Linked DNA regions of Mus musculus: regions 2, 3, 4, 5 and 6 are each linked to region 1. The links are chromatin contacts, called in public Hi-C, HiChIP or PLAC-seq and promoter capture Hi-C maps. All regions are on one chromosome and are shown on one strand. Each heading gives the region's core, a stretch centred on a gene start, on an enhancer-like site or on the middle of the called end of the contact. The rest is flanking DNA. Distances are from core to core; before and after follow the strand shown.

Region 1 (2,700 bases), core at 6-2,505:
AGATCTTGTTCAAGACATTTCCAAGATACGGTGTATCTTTCTGGTCTCAAGATATTCTTGCCCAAACAAGATTTTTTTTTTCATAATAGATACATAGAATTGCAAACATCTATTATACCGGCTTCTTTCATGTGAGCCATAACCAGATATTTCTAATTATACCTTTGTCATGCACAAGTGGGATATGCCAGTTTTAGTCTCTGTTTATGTGGTTTATTGCATTACAAAACACATTAAAACTGAGAGAAAAGACACGAGCTCCCCCCCCCCGCCCCGCCCCGCGCAGCCGGCTCCCAAACCGATTTCATAGACCTTTTCCTTTTTTTCCTTGTCTCTAATTATGTCTTAGAAAGTGAAAATTTTATGTAGTGTACTCATTTTTGACTGTACCCTTTCAACTTCGGGTATCCTTGGTGCCCTGAGATGAACAGAGCAAAGCTCTGTGGCTCTGTCCCAGACTGCTGCTGACTGAGGCTAGGGTGCAGAGTCCCTCCCTGGCCAGGGATCCAGTGCTGTGCTCCTGAGTCGTACTAGACAAACTAAGCTAGACTGGTGTGACGCCTAAGCAGTCTACCTTACAGACTCATCCCTTAAGGATACCGGGACTGGAAAGCGGGCACTCCCAGACTCCTCCTCATCTCTATTCCCAGAATTTTACAGGTTTTCCGTAGGAGAATCACGCACTAGTCAGAGGATCAGAGGAGTTCTTTCCGTCCTAACCGGATTCCTGCAGGGAAAGGAACCCCAGCATCCGGAGACTGCAGCGGGTCCTCCATTCTGAGTTAAAAGTCTTCTGAGAGAGGCTGCAAGAGCCGCGGGTGCAACTTTTAGTTGCTAAGTAACACCAGACTGCAGCATGAGCCGGCTGCTCCTCCAGACCCCCAAGTGCAGGAAAACTGGAGGGAACCAGCCAAAGCGGGAGATCTTAGAAAGCTCAGCTGCTTGGTAGCCTGCAAAGTGAACAAAGGAAGGAGCCAGGGCTCTTGCAGAGCCAAGAAAGGGGGGGCTCTGTCCCCCTCCGTTCCCCCTCCGCGCCTCCTCCCTGCCCCCTCCTGCTACCCTCTCACCCGGACAGCTGTCCAGCTCTTGTAATTCATTGGCTTCTCCCGCCCCCGGCCTTCTGAGTACCACCCCAATCCAGTTTAGCCCCCTGCCTCACCGCTGACCTAATAAGGTCATGCACACTGCAGGAGATCTATATAAAAGAGCGAACTCTTGGAGACCTTGCCGGACAACAGGAGCAAGAAAGAGCAGGAGCTGTCCAGCGCTGAGAAACACGAAAGGTGACCATGGCTAAGGAGTGGGGCTACGCCAGCCACAATGGTGAGTGGGGCCAGGACACAACAGGGTGTATCTGCATTGCACAGGTGTGCAGGGAGGAATCCTTAAGAACTAGCATATAGTGAAAACTTTCTGGTGTTCCATGCTGCTGGTCTTTAACACGACTCACTGTTTTCCTTTCCACGGAGGAACCTGAAGCTCAGAGACATACTCACTATAACTAGCTTAAGGTCCGATGATGTGTCTGAGAAGTCACTCAGCCAGAAGTCAGGTCCAGTTGAATTTTTTCTGTGAAACTGAGAAGTGAGCCTCTTTGAGCTTGGGGTCCGGTAACAATATTTGCTTTGACCAAGTCAGCCTTGGGAAAAAGAAGAAAATATCCCTTCCAAGCTGCAAAGTACTCCAAAAAATATATGATCGATCTGTGGTTCATTTCAAAGATAAGCTTTTCTGGCTACATGGTTCTCAAGCCAGGGGAGGGAATGTGGAGATTGGAACGCTCTTTGAGCATAGGTAAGCAAGCTTCTAAATAGGTTTGAAATCAAAGTGCTGTGTTGCTCAATCTGAACCAGAGACCTTTCTGCAGTCACTCTTTGGCTTCTGTACACTTTGCTGGCACAGTTCACTAAATAGAGGCCTTGAGCTGTACTATTAAATGAATAAATTCTCTTCCATTTACTTCCTAGGTCCTGATCACTGGCATGAACTTTATCCAATTGCCAAAGGGGACAACCAGTCACCCATTGAACTGCATACTAAAGACATCAAGCATGACCCCTCTCTGCAGCCCTGGTCAGCATCTTATGACCCTGGCTCTGCTAAGACCATCCTGAACAATGGGAAGACCTGCAGAGTTGTGTTTGATGATACTTATGACAGGTCTAGTAAGTATAGCCCTTCGGCAGGGTCACGTGAGTGTGTTCAGTATCTAATGGCAAGACGCAATTTGTGACACGGTAACAGAATTATGGGAAGCGGGAGAAGTTTATCCCTGAAATGGAGATGACTTTAGACTTGGCTTTAGTTGTGGAGAACTATATTCACACAATGAAGAGGAATGTCACACCCTCTCGTTGCTGCAAAATGGCCATATGCCCAAGCTAAAAGTTAGCAAAACACTCCAGAGACAGAGTGTGGATCCCCAGGGGAGGACAGAGAGTCCACATGGGCTTTCTGACCACCGAGAGACAACGTTTTTATGGTTCCTGGTGATATGGAGAACAGATTCAACCATGATGAAAGAAATAAAATGGGTCCTCTCTTTCCTCGCGGATGGAAGGAGGCTAATTAATGTGAAAAGGCAGGGTCACTGTGTGAGTTAAAGAGGCCTGGTTTCAGGAAGTATCTTTGTGGTGAGTGTTTCTGATGTATATGACCACTTTTTCTTGGATCAATGTTAGTGTGGAATTGAAGCATTCA
Region 2 (2,700 bases), core at 81-2,580, 380 kb after region 1:
GAAAACAATACTAATTCCCAATGCCAGTGAATTTCCAGTGAGATCACTTTCAGATTAAACACTAACCGATTCAGGATCCTTGGATGAAAGACTATTGTATTCCAAATACGTTTTGAACTTTGGACTTTTTGTTAGTTTATTTGTATTAACTTTTCCAAATAGGAGTTTACGTATCTCAGTCGACCTTTGAAACTCCATGAAGTAAATAATACTCCTATATTTCTCCAAGAAGAGAGACCTGAGATTCTAAAGTCACATACTCTCAGAGCTAAATTACAGACAGAAAATTAAAAGCTTGTTTGATTTGAAATGCTACATTGTGCTGTTTCCTGAAGCTTGTTCAGATGTGGGGCTTTGGGGAAGCAACTGGATAATGAATGGTTTTCATGGGTGGATTAACTCTGATGCCTTGACTGGGAAGTGATGGGGAAGATGAACTGGTTGAGGGAACTGGGATTTTGGGGACATGGCTTTTGAGGGAAGGATCTGTCTTTCTGCTTCAGAATTATCATAAAAGAGATACTTTCTGTCTCATAATGTTGCTGCCACAAAAACTTAAAACAATAAATTCAGCTTGTCTTGGACAAAAACATCCAAAGTCATAAGACAATATTACTTTGAATTGCTTCTCTAGGTTATCTGGCCCAGCAACAAAAAGTATGAATAAATTATCATGTCTTCCTAGAGCTCTGTTGTGGTGTCTGACATGTTATAGAATTTGAAACCCTCATAAGATACATGTAAGAAATGTAGTTATAGTTGTCCTAATGAAACACTTCTCCTCCCTATCTTCCTATGTAGGAACTCCATAGGAGGAACAATAATATGAACTAACCAATACTCCCAGAGCTCCCAGGGATTAAACCACCAACTAAAGAGTACAAATGGTGGGACTCATGACGCCAGCTGCATATGTAGCAGAGAATGGCCTAGTTGATCTTCAAATGAGAGGCCCTTAGTCCTGTGTAAGCTCTATGCCCCAGCGTAGGAGAATGCCAGGGCCAGGAAGAGGGAGTGGGTGGGTTGGTGAGCAGTGGGAAGGGGTTTTTGGAGGGGAACCAGGAAAGGGGCTAACATTTGAAATGTAACTAAAGAAAATATCTAATTAAAAAAAAAAGTAGATGTAGTCTACCATGACCTGATAACCTCTCTGAGCTAGGGGCAAAATGAAGGACTCCTTTTGACAGTGGGGCTTCTGTTTCTCTGCATGACCTTATCAGGAGAGTGTCTCTAAGCACAGTTGCCTGACCTTATCTACAGGATGACCTCCACAGAAAGCTTCCTGCCAGTGATGCATGATTCAGCAGGTAAGTCCTACTTAGCCCCTCTGGCTATATGATAATTAGGTACTGTGCTATGACCAATCAGCCCTTCCTGCCCATAACCCCCAACACCTCAGGAAAGTCTTGTAGCCTTTGGCAGATTACAGGTTTAACTTCCTCTCTCTGATAAGAAGCTGCCCAGCAGGTTCTTGGTGTTCTTCCTCATGTAAGTGAAGCATTTCAGGCATCTCAGTCCTAGCCAATAACATATACCTACCCTGGAAATCCCTACCATTTCCCAAAATCTATACAACCCTTGTTTACCCCTAATGAATTTCTGCCCTTCCCCTTTATGGTTTGGAGGCTTTTGAGGAGAGATCCATGCTGTGCTTCAGAAAGCAATTTCAAACAGAAATGGGTTTGAAGGAGACAACCCTGATGTCAATAAATAAATAAATAAATAAATAAATAAAAGATACTAAGAAATACAGGCAAGTTTACAAAGTCCATAAAGAGGAAAGAAAATGAACCTTGTAGGTGAACTTGTAGGGTAATTTTAGAGTGAGGTTTGCTAGGCCTGATGACTGTTTCTTAGGATGCAATGGGACAGCATAGAGAGACAGAAGGCAGAACAACTCATAATACCTAAGCCCAATGTTGTTTATTTTTCCATCATTTATCTTTCTCAGTGAAGGTTTCCTTTCCCAGTGGTAACAGTTGACTTCAAAGCCACAGAGCTGACTGGGCCACTAGGAGAAAGAAAAACAAAAACAAAGGCAAAACCAAACCAAACCAAACCAAAACAAAACACTCTTTCCAAACAGGACAATTCTACATATATGCACAAAGGAAGGCCTGAGTGCAAACTAGAAAAGTACACTTTAAAAGAAATCAAATATTGATGCCAGAGCCATGGGGGAAAAAGTAAACCTATAAAGGCCAAGAAAAACTGAGTCCGAGTTTTACTGAGGCCTCAGTGCTGGACAGTAAGGTGTGCTGGCCCATGAAATGGGAGATGGGAACACACTGAGAAATGTTCAAGAACTAAGGTAAAGGTTAAGTCTATCCTCCTTTAAGCTCCAGGACAGTGTCAAAAGGACACAAACGGAGAATTGCTCAGAACATCAAATCCTGACTTGTTTGAATGTGGGACAGAAGGGTCACTGACCATGTCAAGCCTCATGGAAGCAGAAGTGATCCTTGGTGCTGGTCCAGACCTATAAAATTGACTGTGACCACACGCCATGAGGCTGTGTTCACAGCCAGGATGTTTACACGAAAGCCGTGGGAAGCAACCCTGCTGTGGGTAAGTTCTCAGTTAAGTCACAAACTGCACAAGGAAGGAACAGTCATGGAAAACATACAAATCACAGATTAATTTCTCAAGACCTTTAGATCTTGGAGCCATCAGGATAAAGGATGACACGATTGTGATGAC
Region 3 (2,700 bases), core at 178-2,677, 270 kb after region 1:
CTGATGTTCACATAAATATTTTGTATCAAAGATATCAAAGCTTTCAATTCTAAACCTTCTGGGAGTTTTATCTAAGCTTTCAAAAACACATATAAGTGGGAAACTATGTATTATATTTTTATAAATTCACAGATACTCAACTTCCTAATAAGATGAAGAATGAACAAATGAGTTTTTAATGTGGAAGAAATTAGGTTTGTTTTCTAGATATTAAACCTGGAATCTCTTATCTCACTAGCTGTCAGTTTAAATCTATATGTATAGATTTCTAACTACACAGTCACAATAGAATGCTCATGAGGTCATACAATAGGTGTGAATTATTCCTATTGTTTCCCTTATTAGATCTAAAGGAATAGAAATATTTTTGAAAAATACTCCATTTCAAAAGACTTACTTATTATATTTACATTAAATGAATAAGGAAAGAAAAAAGGGGAAAGAATAAAAGGGAAAAAGTATAAGAGGGGGAATTGAAGAAAGAAGGGAGAGAAGGTAGGAGGGAGGGAGGGCAGTCTTGGGAAACATAGATTTAGCAAAAATCATTAGCAGGTCTGAGAATTCAAGTGAACAGAGTTGTTGTTGTTTTTTTGTTTTGTTTTGTTTTGTTTTTTGTTTGTTTTTTTGAAGTGGAAGGGTTTATTGTCTGCTCTTGTGCTGGTCTGGGGCTGTTAAGCAGGAGCTGGGGTCCAGTTCTTCACACAGCATTGTAGGTCCTATTGTGGATGAAAGGAGGGAGCATCAGGCAAGCTCTGTCTCCAGGGATGCAGTGGCTGATGTCATTGTAGTTGTATCTAGAAGCCAGGGAGGTCGAAGGGTCGGAGCACAAAACCCACAGAGTTCTCAGGTGTGGTCATATTGGTACTAGCCTCAGAACAGGGCATGTTGTAGAAGCCCACTGTGACCAGGCCACCAAATCCTTATTTTCAATGTTTGTATTGTGAACAGAGTATTAATAGCAAGGAATAGTTTAAAGCTATTAGTATTTTACCTCCTAACAGGTTGGCAGATCTACAAAGTCTTAAACTGGTGAATTGTTCTGATTATTCCTCTTTTTAGAAGTAGAAATATTTCTTAACTTTTTCCTTTCTTTTTAAATTAAAAGTAGATTCTTTTCATACAATATATCCTAGCCAATTTCCTCTCTCTCTACCCTTTCTAGCTCCCCACCACTTCCCTTCTCTCTGAGATCCACTTCCCCTTCATTTCCTCTTTAACAAAGAGCAGACCTCCAAGAGGTGACAGCCAAGCAGAACAAAACAAGATGCAATAAGAGAAGAGGAGCTACTAGCAGTGGGAGTGAGTATATCTCTGATTCTTTGCTTGCTCCTGGAACTCTATTCCTCCTATTGGGTTGCCTTGTTCAGCCTCAAAAAGAGGGCTTGGCTCTTGCCTTGTCTCCTTTCTTAACTTTTAAGTAATTGCATTTATAACAAAATCTATTGACCATATCCCTATGAAGCAAAGGGAGTGTTTCAGCCTAATTGTAACATGGCCAGATTTAAAGAGCTTCTAAAAGAAAAATCAGATTCTAATACATGTAGTTGATTTCTCCTGAGGCTAAAATAGGGACAAACTTGGACTTTTTAATGTATTTTTTCATTCCCATGTCTTTGAAATTCGTTGAAAGCTTTAAACCTCTGTAGCTGCCAAAAGTCTCCAAGGGCAGGCTACTCTTACTCTGTTTCTTTTGGGACATTGATCTTATTTTACTTGCTTAGCACCAAGCCAAGTTCATGCTTTATCACAGCTGCTCCAGTCTGGTAGATGAGGTGAGAGTGAGGGAGTAGAGAGCATGCAGGCCCTATGTCATGGTTACTGTTCTATTGCTGTCCATAACCATTAAGTCACATTAAGGAGAATGGAAACAGGCAGGCCTGCATGGTCCTGACATGTGGCTGAGCACTTAACATCGGATCCAGAAGCACAGGCAGAGAGCATTAACTGGGAATGGCCCGGCCTTTTGAAACTTAAATCTCACTCCCAGTGACACACCTCCTCCGACAAGGCTCACCTCCTAAAACTTCCTAAACAGTTTTCTTACACACGTTCTCGCGACCGGCCAGGAAGAACGCAGCAAACCGGAATCTTCTGCGGCAAAGCTTTATTGCTTACATCTTCAGGAGCAAGAGAGCAAGAGAGCAAGAGCAAGAGTTCTATTGCTTACATCTTTAGGAGCCAGAGCGCAAGAGAGCAAGAGCCAGAGCAAGAGAGCAAGCAAGAAAGCAAGAAAAAGAACAAGAACAAGAAAGCAAGAGCAAGAAAAAGCAAGAACAAGAGAGCAAGAGAGAGAAAGAATGGCAAAACCCCGTCCCTTTTAAGGAGAATTATCCTCCACCTAGGACGTATTACTCGCTGATTGGCTGCAGTCCATCGGCCCAGTTGTCATCACGAGAAAGGCAGAACACATGGCGGGAAAACTGCCCCTGCACGTGTGCAGATTATGTTTACTACTTAGAACACAGCTGTCAGCGCCATCTTGTAATGGCAAATGTGAGGGCGGCTTCCCACACAGTTTCACCAACTGGGGACCATGTATGCAAATATATGTTGTCATTCAAACCCCTGCAGCCTTGGAACAGGCAGGCTGGCTTGCAGAAGGCAGGCTGAGTGTGCTGCTGGTGTCACAGACAAGCCTCCCAGACAAGAGTCCTTTCTGTCATTTACTGTTCAGTATCGCTGTCATAGATTTCATTTCAA
Region 4 (2,700 bases), core at 110-2,609, 480 kb before region 1:
TGGACTCTGGAGAACAGAAACAGAAAGTTCAAATAAGTCCTCTCTACTCATAACAACTGGTTACAAACAGCTCCAGAAGTTCCTGTAACCATTAGTCCTAAGGCAAGTGAGCTGCAGAGGGAAGGGCTCCCTTGCTGTAAGACCAACTGGCAAGGCTGGCAAAGCTGGCATAGACTCCAAGGGCTCCAGTATGAGCATCATCTCAGGCAAGCACTTTTCAAATAGTTTCCCATGTCCCATCCCGACCTGATCAGAATCTATAGGGTGGATCTGGGATCTATTTTAAAAGCATCCCTCCACACCCTGCAATGGTTTTAGTAACAGGTGTGTGTGTGTGTGTGTGTGTGTGTGTGTGTGTGTGTGTGTGTGTGTGTGTTTGAAGGCAGGACCAGGGACTGGAGGAAGGGAGTTAGAACCATCCAATGACTGGTTCCCAAGGGTCTGTGTTCTATTTCTCAAACTACCCCCACCCTTACCAGGGCCTAAGGATGTTGGGGACTGTAGCTTCACAAAGTATGTACTCTTGATTTGGGGATTACTTAAACATCTAATAGCAACACACACACACACACACACACACACACACACATTTTTGTAGCAAGGTTATTCTGTAGCAAGATTGGCTTTGAACTCACGTTCTTCCTGCCTTAATCTCCAAACACATTCTCCCTCATCTCTGAAGACTGATGTCCCATGGAAGCCACCCTTTTAGATGACCCAGACTTGTGGTCTTGAAGGAAGACTGATGGAGCCACGACTTCCATCAGAACAGGCAGCTTTCTTCCACCACACCTAAACGGCCAGGACACTCATGCAACTGGGAGTCCTTTATGCCATTCTTTCCCCTACGGGCATCCTGGACCATGTCCAGGTCGCCCTTAAATGGAAAAAAAGGGGGACTCTGTCAGTTTCTCTCCTTTGGGTCATTCTTGTGCTTTGGTATGCCACAGGTCAGTGTTAGAGCACACCTCTTTCCGGGGACATTAGATGTGCTCGCGGAAGCACTGGGTCATCAACACCCACAGCAGAACGGGAGTAGCTAACAAAAATAACATGAAATTTAAAAAAGAAAAAGAAAAACGGAGTGGCTGCCTTTGGCCTTGACCCCACAGCGCCACCTGGTGTCGATCCGTACAGAGCAAACTCGACGCCTGCAAATCTCTGTGGCTCCCCACGCCCTACGCAATTACGGCCATCTGCTGGTACCCGAGCTTCACTGTGTATAAATAAATGATGTGTGAAGTCCCTTCTGCACTGCGTGATTGTGAGAAGGTCAATGGGGAAAAGTGAGACAGAGTACTAGGGCTGGCCTGATGGTACTGTGCTGGGCCTCCGCAGCCAGCAGAGGGCAGCCTGTCTCCACCTTTGGATCATGGTATTCTGTGTGTCCCGTCCAGGTAGGAGGATCCATTTGTGTTTATGGAATAAACCATTGTCCTCTGCGCACAAACCTCCCTGAGAATTTCCTGTAGGTCTTGAGCCATGTTTGAGAATTGTCAGGGCCACTTAGGGCTAACACTCTTTGATCTCCAGCTGTTGGGCAGGTGTTGTAGGTCCAATGTTGGAGCATTGCTGGCCTGATCCTCTGGCTAATAAAAGCATAAAACCTATTGGTTAAATTCCACTCACTGTTTTGAAAAACTCAGTGAGGGCGCATTTTCATGGATTGACACAGCATAGCTCTGGGTACAGTAGGTGTACCTAAGATGAACAACACTACAACCCTTCAGACAAGCCTATTTTCCAAGCCTGCTCTTCCGTACAGCTGGTTGTGAGGCCCTAGCAGAAAAGCAGATGGCTAGCTGCCTCTCCCCACCATACACACACACACACACACACACACACACACACACACACACACACACACACACACACTTCCAAGAAGTGAGATCTCTGGAGTTGATACAAAAAGTCCTCTAGCTGAATTTCTCTTTACAAGGGGCTTTGCAAAAGCTGAAGTGCTGAGTACATTGTCAGGACATAACTGAGCCTTTCAAAAGCCAAGTCCACAAAATCCCCGCATCCTGAGATGGGGTGGAGGGCAAATAGGGGAAGGTGGTGGCCTTTGATCATTTGGTTTCCTTAGAACCAATACCACAAAGTAAACAGACCTTAGAAAACTCCAGAGTGATTGCCTTTGGTTCATTTCAACTAGGCCTTGCCAAATCCAGCCCTGGCTCCCTGGGTCCCTAGGACCCCCACAGACAGATGAGGAAAGAGTTCAGTTCTAAATTGCTTTATTGATCAGATGATAAATCAGCTTCAACAGCCCATGCCTACAGCCCTTGCAGAGAATCGATGTACAGCCTTGTCCCTTCCGTCTTGGGGAGCATCAAGGCCCAGCCCTTCCCCTTCTCCCCTCTGCTCCTTACCTTGGGGCCTGGATGGGCTGGGCAAGATAATGAAGGTTACTAGAGAAAGATGGGGTGATAGGAGAAGGGTCTGTGTCTGCGCTGGAGAGGAATGAGGACGTGGGGTTCAGAGGAACCCTCAGGAGTGGCTAGAACACAGCTCTACCCTGGGCTATGCTGCATCAAAAAGTGTCCATCCCAGCTACCCGACCCAAGGTTAGACCCAGAATTGACTAATCCAAGATCTGGATGACTGATAAATGTAAATGCTTGTTCAGGAATTCATTAGGATCTTCCTTGCCCATCAAAGAGGGAACTTGATGCCTAAGGAGGTCAGGCAAACTCTAGA
Region 5 (2,700 bases), core at 102-2,601, 420 kb after region 1:
TGGAAGGAGTGCCACTATGTATCATATCTTTGTTATTTCATTTTTTATAAGCATGTTCTATGGGAGAGAGGTTACTTCTTCCCTTAGAGAAGAAGACCCTGAGGTTCATAAAGAGCACTGGACTTGTGAGATGGTAAGAAATAGGTAAGAGATCACTACAGCACTCTCCCTCATTAATTAACACAGCATACATGCAATTATTTCTGCATAGCGTATTCTCTGAGCAGCAGCCACAGAATAGAACTGCCTCCTGCATACAGTCTCAAAAATGTGAAGAAGAATTAAATAAATGAGTTTCTTCAGGCGCCTGAGGCCCCTGGAACAAAGCCTGTTATGCCCAAAGCTACCTAAAGTAGACATTTGGCAGAGAATACCTCATGTCTGATTGGGGGTGTGCATGGGGGGAAGTAGAGTGATATAAGTGGCAGGGCTCAGTGTAAGGATAGTTGGTTTCTGTGGGAAATGAAACGGAGGGCACAGAACATGGCCTCTGAGACAGGTCAAGCAAGATGAAACAGTCTCTGTTTCAGTCTCAATATCATCTGTAGCATGGTGTTGATCAGAGATCCTTAAGAAGGAAAGCCTGGGCCTCCGTGTATTACCTGCCATAGCAAGACACCAAAAACCAGTCAGCATATCATGGTTGTAATAAGGCAGATAACTTGTTCAACCTGACCCTTAGTTTCTATTTCTACAGAATGTGGTTCCAGTGCCCACTTTTCCAGAGTGCTATGACTACCCAAGTGCTAAGACTGTGGCATCAGGAAGCCATGGAATGAGAAAAACCTTACTCTCTGCGGACTCCTCAGTTTCCTTTCTATGATGATGACAGCCATTGTCCCTGCTAGGTATTTCTTGAGGAAAGAGAAACCATACACATACTATAATGGTAATATCAGGGTCATAAGAGCATCAGATTTGTAGTAGTTTTCGGGAGAGAGGAAGGAATGCCTAGATATACATCCAGGCATTGCTACTCTTTGTCAAGTACCCAGAAAAGACCTTCTACACAGGGCCCACACTTGATACCTACTTCCTGCTAGCACAGTATATAGATCGGCTCTACAGAAGTAGTAAAGTTATACAACATACTGACCTTTAGGAAAGGTTTATCACTGTGAACTGTGTTACTAAGGGGGCATGTGATGTTGTACTTTTCACTTTCCCTCTCTAGGCCTTAGATATTAATGAAGTTTAGTTGAGATTTGTTGGAGACATGCCACATTAAGCTTGAGATGCCTAGGACCCCTGATGACGAGGAAAAAAAAACTGCTGGGGGTACTGTGTCTCAGAACATGAGGTATGGCCTCTTCTGGGTGCCAGTATGAGCACTGAGAGGCCCTTGTCGCAGGTACCTCGTGATGTTTTTCCTGCAACCATTATTAGTACGTATCATTCTCCTTATCTATTTACTGTTCCTTCTCTTTCCTTCTTCCTTCATTATTTGGTGACCTGGCAAGACCTAGTAGGAGGCTGCTTAATATCCAAAAACTAGATGTTACTGATAGTATTAAAGTGAAATTTGTTCATGAATTTGAGAGAAATGTGTGTTACAGTCACTCGCTCGAGATGGAAATGAAAGTAACCTAGAGCTGCGGGCAGAGATGAGTAAATCTGCAGCTGTTCCCCCAGTCTTAGTCTCAGTTCTGCATATTAAAAACAGGACATTTTTTATTACAAAACTGAGGATGGAATAGCATACAAATATTTCCCAGAAAGTCAGCAATGGCTTCCTTGGGTTCAGGGAGGATGATAGTAGCCCTGTAGGAATTCTCCATACAGGTCAAGTGAGAATGTTTTTCTAGATAGACAGGTAGAGAGTCCTGAAGACTGCAAGGTTATCAGGATGACCTCATTTTTGCCCTTTTATAAAACAATACTGTCCCACACATGTCTGAAGATACTGACTGCAACTGCAATACCGCTGCCCCCCACCCCAACCTCACTGGGGACTAGTGGTTGGGGAAATATATATAAAAAAAAGTGCTTCCTGCAAAACTTGTGTTTGAGATTTTATGGTTCCCTTTTTTCTGTTCTAAATCTGTACTACTCTGTATCACAAGAAAATATTGGCACAAGAAAATAGAGAAGCATTTACCCACCGCACCAGTGAACGTTGTAACCCAACCTCCTTTTGTGATTTCAATAAAAGACTGAGGCTGAGTCACATCTATATGAGTATTCTGACTCCTGAGTTCAGAAAGATCTCATGGAAATGAACAAGCCTGTCAGCTTCTCAGTCAATGTGTTTTGTTATTTACCTATCAGGTATCTCTAGTCTTTGATTACCCCCAACTCTTATTGAGACTAAACCCTGGCAAAGATTGCTGGCTGTTTACCTGGCTATCTTTAGAATTACCTACCAAACTGAAAGAAATCTTGGCTCCAGATTCCTTTAATTGTTTTGATATGGGTATTGGCATCTGAAATACCAAGTATAGGCTTTAAAACAACCAAAAATATTTGTGATTTTTCCCTTGATAGAAATGTTAGAACAGCAAGCTGGCATATAACAGTCTCTTATGCGTCAGAATAGCGGGTCTCAGTATGCTGCACACAACTTTCTAAAGCCTAAGTGATGTGCCAAGGACACCTCTCAAGGAGGAAACCCAGGGTCCCTAAGGTCAAACCAAGGGAGTGCCTAAACAGAGAATTCACAAAGAGGAATCTCCCATGGCAGAGTAGCACTTAAAGAAATAT
Region 6 (2,700 bases), core at 67-2,566, 300 kb after region 1:
ATGGCTTCTGAGTGATCGGTCCAAAAGATGGAATAAGATAATTTTAAAAATCCAGGTCCTGATATCCTCTAAGTACAGATATCCCACCCAACCCTTCTGCTGTATTCCACCTGTCACAAGAGCAACCATGATGTTGGACTCTGCTAAATAAACTCTCAGTCTACTATTGTCCAGATAGCTCTCTGAGCTCTGAACAAACTGGGTGAGTCACTTTACCAGCAGGACTTCTTCTCTGACCTTGTCTGGGCAGCCCAAACCCCCACTTGCTACGCTCTCCGCTCTCCGGTCGAGTCAACTGGACAAGCTGAAAAGCTTAAAAGTCACTCATGAGGCAAAAGAGTTTCAAGGAAGCTCTCCTCCTGGAGTCTAGCGTTCCCTACCCATACAGTAATTTTTCATTCCTGCGTTCCATTCCCGCATTAGTCTAGTGCATGGATCCACGTGCTTTCTTTCAATATTTTCCTATCATAAGTGCCTTTTAAGATTGAATTCTGACATAGCTAAAGCCGTCCGCCAGTGTTCCAACAGTCCTAGTTCGTCCTTAGCAAGACCTTGGGCTTGGAATTCAGTACTGCCCCTGGTATTACACTATCTCTTTGAGGAAAAGTTAGGTCACTGCCCTTCACAGGAATTTACCATCACTAAGGAAGTAAGAAGTTTCTGACCGTAGGAGAAACCAGAATAGATATTTAGAATTATAGCTAAATTACACCTATATACAGGAATTTACAATGGTTTAGGAAGTAGATCCGGCTGTGGTTTTAGAGTACTGCATTATTTATGAGATGGTTAGCTAGAACGGAACTCCCTAGTTAGAACCATGACTTGGGTGTGAAAGCCCTTGCCCTAGAAGTGAAAAGTTCTCACACCTGGCTTCTAAGACTATAGCTGACCTTAGATAGAGCTGACTCTGTCTCAGTTATTTTATTGCCTAGTTCCTGCCAGTCTTTGCGTTTTCATTTCCTCTGTTCTGTGTAAGAGTCATTAAGCATCCGGTTACCTCATTTGTACCTTGTGGGTATGTCACCCAACTACCTTGTTGTCTTCTGCATAAAAAGTCTGATGTTCGATTTGAAAAATTACATTCAGATTCCACACAAACTCTCCTGTGTGTGTGTCTGTCTGTCATTCATCCACGCTTTGCCCACCCGTGTCGAGAGACCCCGTTCCACGCAGACACAGGGACCCAGAGGGTCTGCGGCACCCACTGTCTACTGGGGAGTGGGGGTGGGGGTGGGGCGGTGTGGGGGGGTTGAGTAGTCCTTGAGTGACCTTCCTCTTTTCAACTTCCTCTTTTCCAGATAAGAACCAGTCCAGCAAGTACCTGGAATTCCTGGAATGCTTCTCCATCCAAAGGAGGGCTTCATAGAACTGTAAACTCTAGCCAGTGATTTTCATTTACTCTGAAAACTAATTCCCACTCCCCAAAGTCCATATATATCCCTGGTTTACCCCAAATAAGTGTACACATACAAGCCCACCCCAAATAAAGAGATATGCATAAGAATAAAGGGATATACACAAGCTAAGATTGTCTGATAGAACTGTTTCATTGAAGACTCTCAGATAAGGCCTTTTTCCCTCACCCCCTTACCCCCTATACTCCCTGCCAGCCAGAGCAGGATCCTGTAGAACCCCTCCCATTTCATACTCTGCTTCAGCCTTCCAGTCTGGTATGCAGTAGAGTCTGGACACTCTGAAAGCGAGGAAGCTAAGGATGCAGAAACACAGCTGGCACTCCCAAAATGCACACAGCACCATGACATAGCATGGGGCCACTACACAATGGTTTAAACACCATGCAGGAATTGTTAGGTACCACTACATGATTTGCTGGAAATAGATTCTGTAATAAACAAAGCAAGCAGACAAGGAACAAGACACAAACAAAAAAATATTTCTTAGGTTGCATTTGAATTCATTACAGTTGTCTACTGTGGCAAAATTCCACAAAAATAAGACACAGAAGTGAACTGGGTCCAACAGCATTTAGACAGTTACCCATAGATCTATGTCCACTGATCCTGTTTCTTTTCTTTACCTTTGTTTGGTTCTTGGATCCACAATAATCTCAGTGAAGATGGATTCCCAAGGTCATAGGAATCTCCTTGGTTAGTTTACCAAACATCAATCCAGGTATGCTGAGGGAAAAGAGAAAGAAGTCATTAAGAGATAAGCAATGTTTGATTATTTGTTGAAGCCATCATGGTCCTTTGTTACACTAGGTCGTTATATTCGGCTGCTAAGGCAGACATCACCTCTGGAACTTGTACATATTTTCCAGAGGCTATACAATTTTCTACAATTTTACCTGAGAATTTTATTTATCCCTGAAATGACTCTCAGTATGATGATTATACTAATAATTTAATTAGTAACAGTTTCAAAGGCAGTCTTTCTAATGTGACTTTGAGCTACACTTGAAGTATATTTAATCTAATCAAAAACCATCATTGCTTAATATCTCCCTCTTTCTTTTCCCCTTTTGTCTGCTCCTCTCTCTTTCCATTTCTTTCTTTCCCCTTCCTTATCAAGATTAAGACTTAAATTTTTGCTTTTCCTGACAAATGTCTAAGCAGTCCAGGCACATAGTAAATACATAGAGTAAACATGATCTGATAATTTTATATTTACTCTTCCCTACCTATTATAACCCATGAACTTGGACTTTTCTTTTCCAGCCTAAATTTCTGACACAAT

What was found. Promoter capture Hi-C pulls out the DNA fragments that hold promoters and counts their contacts. Hi-C and Micro-C count contacts between places; a contact is called where the count stands out from the background. HiChIP or PLAC-seq counts read pairs in DNA pulled down with a chosen protein or histone mark.
Region 2: a Hi-C map of the G1E-ER4 cell line shows a contact between it and region 1, with 4 times the contacts expected there. The contact joins the enhancer-like site here to the promoter of Car3 in region 1. A contact is called at or near these places in 28 of 39 promoter capture datasets (the 3T3-L1 cell line, 3T3-L1-derived adipocytes, the C10 cell line and 16 more), 9 of 15 datasets of contacts at CTCF or cohesin (CD8 T cells, the NIH/3T3 cell line, embryonic stem cells and 5 more), 210 of 484 Hi-C or Micro-C datasets (the 63-12 cell line, the AML12 cell line, the AtT-20 cell line and 102 more), 39 of 115 datasets of contacts at active chromatin or transcription factors (the 230-238 cell line, CD8 T cells, the HPC-7 cell line and 22 more) and 4 of 9 other capture datasets (adipose tissue, embryonic stem cells, liver and 1 more).
Region 3: a promoter capture Hi-C map of pre-B cells shows a contact between it and region 1. The contact joins the enhancer-like site here to the promoter of Car3 in region 1. A contact is called at or near these places in 5 of 39 promoter capture datasets (cranial neural crest, embryonic stem cells, hematopoietic stem and progenitor cells and 2 more), 9 of 484 Hi-C or Micro-C datasets (the 63-12 cell line, B cells, CD4 T cells and 5 more), 9 of 115 datasets of contacts at active chromatin or transcription factors (bone marrow-derived macrophages, differentiating embryonic stem cells, embryonic stem cells and 2 more) and 4 of 9 other capture datasets (adipose tissue, embryonic stem cells, liver and 1 more).
Region 4: a contact with region 1 is called in a Hi-C map of differentiating embryonic stem cells, with 6 times the contacts expected there. The contact joins the enhancer-like site here to the promoter of Car3 in region 1. A contact is called at or near these places in 6 of 39 promoter capture datasets (the 3T3-L1 cell line, the C10 cell line, embryonic stem cells and 2 more), 3 of 15 datasets of contacts at CTCF or cohesin (embryonic stem cells, large pre-B cells and pro-B cells), 32 of 484 Hi-C or Micro-C datasets (B cells, the Ba/F3 cell line, the C2C12 cell line and 15 more), 9 of 115 datasets of contacts at active chromatin or transcription factors (bone marrow-derived dendritic cells, embryonic stem cells, epiblast stem cells and 2 more) and 1 of 9 other capture datasets (embryonic stem cells).
Region 5: a promoter capture Hi-C map of pre-B cells shows a contact between it and region 1. The contact joins the enhancer-like site here to the promoter of Car3 in region 1. A contact is called at or near these places in 5 of 39 promoter capture datasets (the C10 cell line, the HPC-7 cell line, cranial neural crest and 2 more), 2 of 15 datasets of contacts at CTCF or cohesin (large pre-B cells and pro-B cells), 3 of 115 datasets of contacts at active chromatin or transcription factors (embryonic basal ganglia, embryonic stem cells and large pre-B cells) and 3 of 9 other capture datasets (adipose tissue, embryonic stem cells and liver).
Region 6: a contact with region 1 is called in an H3K27ac HiChIP or PLAC-seq map of embryonic stem cells, with 7 times the contacts expected there. The contact joins the enhancer-like site here to the promoter of Car3 in region 1. A contact is called at or near these places in 11 of 39 promoter capture datasets (the C10 cell line, cranial neural crest, embryonic stem cells and 7 more), 2 of 15 datasets of contacts at CTCF or cohesin (CD8 T cells and the NIH/3T3 cell line), 3 of 484 Hi-C or Micro-C datasets (bone marrow-derived macrophages, embryonic stem cells and nephron progenitors), 15 of 115 datasets of contacts at active chromatin or transcription factors (bone marrow-derived macrophages, craniofacial prominence, embryonic basal ganglia and 8 more) and 5 of 9 other capture datasets (adipose tissue, embryonic stem cells, liver and 2 more).

What each region holds. Positions count from the first base shown.
Region 1 is chr3:14,862,283-14,864,982 of GRCm38.p6, forward strand. It overlaps Car3 (carbonic anhydrase 3), which reads left to right and starts at 1,256. Exons shown (of 7, transcript NM_007606.3): 1 at 1,256-1,323; 2 at 1,968-2,165. The coding sequence starts at 1,290. It overlaps Gm41999 (predicted gene, 41999), which reads right to left and starts at 1,783. Exons shown (of 4, transcript NR_168331.1): 1 at 1,497-1,783.
Region 2 is chr3:15,241,266-15,243,965 of GRCm38.p6, forward strand. No RefSeq gene overlaps it. Among named protein-coding and RNA genes, the nearest start is that of Gm33819, 85 kb to the left of the region's middle. Within about 2 kb of position 1,331, at least 12 of the 459 cell types and tissues checked have an H3K27ac peak or open chromatin away from gene starts, as enhancers often do. A contact at or near this core is called in the G1E-ER4 cell line, bone marrow-derived dendritic cells, extraembryonic ectoderm and 1 more, where this site is marked.
Region 3 is chr3:15,127,359-15,130,058 of GRCm38.p6, forward strand. No RefSeq gene overlaps it. Among named protein-coding and RNA genes, the nearest start is that of Gm33819, 29 kb to the right of the region's middle. Within about 2 kb of position 1,428, at least 14 of the 459 cell types and tissues checked have an H3K27ac peak or open chromatin away from gene starts, as enhancers often do. A contact at or near this core is called in the 63-12 cell line, B cells, pre-B cells and 1 more, where this site is marked.
Region 4 is chr3:14,380,567-14,383,266 of GRCm38.p6, forward strand. No RefSeq gene overlaps it. Among named protein-coding and RNA genes, the nearest start is that of Slc7a12, 99 kb to the right of the region's middle. Within about 2 kb of position 1,360, at least 32 of the 459 cell types and tissues checked have an H3K27ac peak or open chromatin away from gene starts, as enhancers often do. A contact at or near this core is called in differentiating embryonic stem cells and pro-B cells, where this site is marked.
Region 5 is chr3:15,283,015-15,285,714 of GRCm38.p6, forward strand. No RefSeq gene overlaps it. Among named protein-coding and RNA genes, the nearest start is that of Gm9733, 48 kb to the right of the region's middle. Within about 2 kb of position 1,352, at least 71 of the 459 cell types and tissues checked have an H3K27ac peak or open chromatin away from gene starts, as enhancers often do. A contact at or near this core is called in adipose tissue, pre-B cells and pro-B cells, where this site is marked.
Region 6 is chr3:15,158,870-15,161,569 of GRCm38.p6, forward strand. No RefSeq gene overlaps it. Among named protein-coding and RNA genes, the nearest start is that of Gm33819, 2.9 kb to the left of the region's middle. Within about 2 kb of position 1,317, at least 14 of the 459 cell types and tissues checked have an H3K27ac peak or open chromatin away from gene starts, as enhancers often do. A contact at or near this core is called in embryonic stem cells, where this site is marked.